Regions from separate parts of the Zea mays genome. Here region 1 is linked to region 2. The links are chromatin contacts, called in public Hi-C maps. All regions are on one chromosome and are shown on one strand. Each heading gives the region's core, a stretch centred on a gene start, on an enhancer-like site or on the middle of the called end of the contact. The rest is flanking DNA. Distances are from core to core; before and after follow the strand shown.

The links. Hi-C and Micro-C count contacts between places; a contact is called where the count stands out from the background.
Region 1: a contact with region 2 is called in a Hi-C map of tassel, with 3 times the contacts expected there. The contact joins the enhancer-like site here to the promoter of LOC100502260 in region 2. A contact is called at or near these places in 3 of 25 Hi-C or Micro-C datasets (ear, leaf and tassel).

What each region holds. Positions count from the first base shown.
Region 1 is chr1:40,869,565-40,872,264 of Zm-B73-REFERENCE-NAM-5.0, forward strand. No RefSeq gene overlaps it. Among protein-coding and RNA genes, the nearest start is that of LOC109943610, 3.9 kb to the left of the region's middle. Within about 2 kb of position 1,252, at least 14 of the 20 cell types and tissues checked have an H3K27ac peak or open chromatin away from gene starts, as enhancers often do. A contact at or near this core is called in ear, leaf and tassel, where this site is marked.
Region 2 is chr1:40,739,458-40,742,157 of Zm-B73-REFERENCE-NAM-5.0, forward strand. LOC100502260 reads left to right here and starts at 1,444. Exons shown (of 4, transcript NM_001363251.1): 1 at 1,444-1,961. The coding sequence starts at 1,563. It overlaps LOC100192516 (60S ribosomal protein L3-1), which reads right to left and starts at 262. Exons shown (of 5, transcript NM_001137736.1): 1 at 1-262. The coding sequence starts at 82.

The DNA of each region.
Region 1 (2,700 bases), core at 2-2,501, 130 kb after region 2:
TCGGTGGACATGAATGGTTGTTATGAGTTTATTTATTTTGAAGCTTTTGTTGTAGATCCTAGGTTATATCGTCATATGTGTTGCCTTGATATTGTGAATTTCATCATTTAGGCACTGGAGAGTAGTGGCTTCGGCTTTCTAGATTCTTTGCTTTAACGACTTCTCCTTTGCTCTTCTCTGGATCATCTATATGAGCTTCATCATGTCATTGTTACTTAGTTTGCCACTGCTTGCCTCTACTTCAGTTGTTAGACAAGTGCACCCGATTCTAGTTCTTGTATGCACGAGTACTGAGAGAGGGGGCCTCCGAAGTGAGTGCCATTCAAGAGTTTATTTGCTCGTGTGAAGGATTGTAATCATATTTTTGGGGGGTGTTCATAAGCGACATGACTACTCGCTTCGTCCTCTCTTTCCTAGTGTTGACGCTACGTCCTCTCCTTTTTGGCACGATGAATTAGTGGTGATTGGCACAACTACCTCTCTGCACTGTCGAATAGGACGACTACACCGATTAGGCACTATGTCTATTATTGTTGATACCATCTATATCCAATCAGGTTTTGGATCATAATCATGTTAATTAGTTGCTATTTTCTACGTGCTTAGATCACACTCACACGTGCACATATATATCTAACAGCGTGAGCTATTTTTGATTAAATTGTTGCTGAAATTACCTAGTTTTCTCCGTTATACACACGTTTCTCTCTGTGTGTGTGTCTGTATGGAAAACACCGTGATGTTCCCTGTTGGACGTACGTCTCTCCCAATGGCGTAGGATTTGCCCAAGGTGAAACACAGAAAAACAGCCGAAGAGAATTTAATTCAGGTGGGTCGATCGACCTATATATCTCTCTCTGAGAGACGTCGCCGTTTGTCAACACAGAAAGTTTGATAATGACACGCACATATAACGCCATCGAGCTGTGTGTTGCGTACGCTAGCTTAGCAAGCACGAAACAGGATTAGGCCTCTCCATAATTGATCCTTGTGTAAACTAATTTATGTAGCTACCGGGTGCCGATATTATTGTCACGTCCTTAATCAGAGCCGAAAGCTCTGAGAGTCCTGTCGATCATCACTGAGATCATCTGCATGCATGCCTCTGTAGTTTTTCAGTCCCGTGAAAGCTGGCTGACTAGACACACATACAGTAACACATGGGCATAGTACGTAGGGCATGAGTTGCCCACAGATACGGGAGAGGAGCCGCCGGGGCCCCGGAAGAGCGGGGCTGCAGCATGCCTCGGTACCAATGAAAGGCTCATACTATCTGCTACTGTGCACTAGGCCGGAGATCCATGGAAGGCAGCTATCAGTAGGGCTATGCATGCCATCCACCGATTCCCTATCCCTGGTGATGAATCGTCCCAGCCACAACCCTCAGTCCCTCTTCAAGTCTTGCTTTCGGCATCTACCTTTACTCAGACGACTCATCACCATCGGTCCTTAGCCTTGGACATTCTTGGCTAGCTTTGGACTTGTCTTTTTCCCGGCCCGCTCGCCTTTTGATTGTTAGTGCTTTGCATATGTGTCCCCATGATGTCCTTAATCTTGCTGCTTCTCTCTTTCTCACCACACAGTTGTGAAGGACCAGGTAGGCAGCCAAAGCTACCAAAGACATGTTTACCTGGACCATATGGACACCTTTTCTAGCATTTGATCGCCGTCTCCTCTTATGCATATGGAATGAAGGATGCATGGGCCTCTTGTATTATAGACACACATGCATATGTCAAAACTGAAGTGCATGGCGCGGCCCACGCTTTTAGTATTCCTCAAGGAATGGCTCATGCATAGAGAATTGGGGGAAAAAACTTTTTGGCCGTCCACTTGGATTGATATATGGAAGGTGTAGGCTCAAAACACATCATGCCTTCACTTTTTCAAAAGGCTAAAATAAAAAATAAACCACCGTGCAAAAAGCCTCTCCTATATATATTCTATCGCATATATAAGTAGGTAACCAAATCCATAGAACTTTTTTTGAAGGTCATCCGGGACACACATCTGGATAGCATGATATGGAGAACACCATTCGCTACCATTGAACGATATGATGATGGAGAACACAGTGCCTATTTCAGATTTAGTTTGAAGGGAATTTAATTTTTAGCGAAATTAACATTTGTCTGATATGGCGTGCCAAGATTGAACCATCACTACCTGAATCGGACGCTTTGCCGAGTGCCAGAAGCACTCGGCAAAGCCCAAAAAACTATCGGCAAAAACTTTAACGAGTGTGACACTCGGCAAAAAGAGCTCAGCGAACAGTAAATCGGCAACAGCTTCTTTGCCGAGTATTTGCCGATTGTCACTCGGTACTCGACAAAGAAAAGCCGCCATACATCACGGTGCCTGGTAACGGAGACGTCGCATTTGCCGAGTGTATTTCTGTAACGCCTGTAAATACTTCTTTGCCGAGTGCCCAATAGAAAGCACTCAACAAATAAAGCGCCGAGCACTTGGCAAAGAGCCAAATTCCAGTAGTGCATAACCTGAACCATATTATCGTTTCTCAACATGGAATCTACACACACACAAAAATCTTGACGGAGAATAACCTGGACAAGCATACGGCTGACCGAATGATTAACATGAAATACCCACACATTTGTGCAAGGGCTGCACACGGACTTGGTTATGGATTAAGAGTTGGCCACCAAGATGGTTACCATGGGAGGCATATCCATTTACTCA
Region 2 (2,700 bases), core at 194-2,693:
TGCCGCGGTGACGGGAGGAGCGCTTCCTGGGAAGGAAGCCGAGGGAGCCGTGCCTCGGGTGCTCGAACTTACGGTGCGACATCCTGCCCTCCTCCTCTTCCTTATCTGCAGGAGATCACAACAAGCCCATCAGATCAGCCACGAGCTCAACATGGGCGGCTCGCCGCTCGGCGAAGAAAAGGCCGCCGCCGGCGAGCAAGGCGAGTCGAGGTGGGAAGAGGAGATGACGCCCGCGGCGGATTCGTTACATTCACCTGTAGAGGGTGGCGGCGCGGCAGTGAGGAGCAAAAATGCGCGTAAACCCTAGCGGATATAAAGGGCTCTCGGGTGCGAGAGTTTCGATCCCGCCGGACCGAAATGCCCCGAACCGAAATGCCCTGTGTGAAATATGGGCTGTTTCTCTGAACTTCTGAACTTCTGAGCTGATATAATGTGGGCTTGGGTCAGTACTCTATTTAAAATATGAGTTGTCCCCTCTTATTTAAAAATATCCTAATATTTCGTTTTAGTACCTCACTGATATAGTTCTAATTTATTATAATATCAAAAACGCAGCATGTGTTTGGACAACAGACATATTGTTACAAAAGAATCTGTTGAACACAGAAAATGCAGCACGGACGGTCTGGTCCCAAAGCCGGATGGTCCGCAATCCGAACGGTCTGCGGTAGTAACGTGGACGGTCCACACGTACGCAGAGTCAGTTAGGATTTCTAATGCTTATCGAATTCAACTCCGAGGGCCTGATGCAATACATAAATTCTAACCTTGACGACCTAGTCTATTATTACCCATCATCTGCAAAAGAAAATGGTTTCTGGTGTGTTTTGAGATGAGCCTATCTTACGTCACTATCTGCTTCTGACATCGACAAATCCTCCAGAAGAAGCCACGTTTAAAATTTTCGCTGACGTAATTGTTGGCTGGTTGCGCTCGCTCGCTTTGCCGGTTGCAACCACCCCTAATCCTTCCCTGTGGGCTGTGGTGTCACTGGTGTGGTGTGGGCAAACCACCGGGCCTACCTTGAGCCGCTCTGATTAGAAAGTGTTTTAAGCCACAAAAATCCATTCGTTTTTTTGGTTTTGTTCGAGTTCCCGTCCATCCAAAAGCAAAAGCCGATAAAAAAGCGAAACACATTCGTCATTTACTGTAACAGAAAACAAATAAACCATTCGCAGGCAACAACTCCCAGCCCGAAAGCTGCTACTGATCTCCTGAACCCAGCTCATGCACCGACGGCGGTCCCGCCGTTGAGGTTCTCACTCCAGGGTCTACCATTTCGGTGCACGAGCCGGAAGCAAGCCGAGCCGGCGCGGCGGAGCCGCGGAGGGAGGCAGCGGCTCGGGGAGAGCGAGAGGATGACGCTGACCGGTGGGACCGATTGGCAGTCCCGCACGGCAGAGCGAAGCTATACTAGCCGAGGCAGGAGCAGGAGCCTCGGCCGCTTCTCTCCCCTGCTCCAAATCCCCTCCCCCCTGCTCGGCCACAAACCCACAATCCCGTGTCTCCGGCCACCGTGCTGCGCAGGCCGAGGCCCGAGCTTGAGCGTTTGGTCTGCTGCCATGGATGACGAATCTAAGTCTGCTCCTAAATCGGATGTGAACACCGACGCTGGCGCGGAAGCCGCGGCGGCCGCCGCTCCGCTGCCGCCCTCGAGCTCAGAAACGGCGGAGACGGAGGCAAGGGTTGAGGCGGCGGATGGGGAGAGCCAGGTGGTTGAGCGGTTGGTCGAGCTTGTGAGCGAGATCGCGGCCATCTCGGACTTCAGGAACTCGTACCGGCGTCAGTTCTGCAACCTGTCGCGGCGGATCCGGCTCCTCGTGCCCATGCTGGAGGAGGCCAAGGAAGCGCCCACGCCACTTACGGTGGCATCGGAGGCCGCGCTACGGCGGCTCAGGGAGGCGCTCCACGCCGCCAGGGATCTGCTCCAGCTCGGCAGCAGCGGCAGCAAGATCTTCCTGGTGAGACTTGCTTATGCTCGGCTGCCTAAATTTTCTTCTGTTTACCGACTTTCGTGACAAATTATGATTTCGCTGTGGAGGTAAGATAATTTTCCTGGCCATTCGGAAGGAATTTATCTGTGTTAACACTACGGAATTAAGCATTCCCGACTGCACACTACGGAATTTAAGTTTTTGCCTGCCCACCCTTTTGGGTTATTATGAAATGTGAACTACTTGATGAAGGTTTCACTAGGTTTGGTCTTTTGGAATATCTTGTTGTCAAATCAATGCCGAGTCAGGGCATTTGACATTGTTTGATGCCGTTGAACAAGTCTGTCAAATATCATAGGTGTTACCTTTTTTTTGTTTACGAATATATTTTAGATTTGGTCAAACCATGTTATGTCACTTGGATCCTATTATAGACCTAATTATGGTGTAACTGGCAGTATCATCATATTCCAAAGTTGTTTAGGGGGTGTTTGGTTTCTAGGGACTAATGTTTAGTCTCTTCATTTTATTCCTTTTTAGTCTATAAATTGCTAAATATAGAAATTAAAATAAAGCTTTAGTTTCTATATTTAGCAATTTTGGAACTAAAATGGAATAAAATATAGGGACTAAACATTAGTCCCTAGAAACCAAACACCCCCTTAGTTTGTGCCTTTTAGGTCTTAATATGCCATATAAAGATAGTACCTAGGAGCTTCGTAGCTGCACATTTCTGTGAAATATGGAGTGAAAACTCACTATGTAA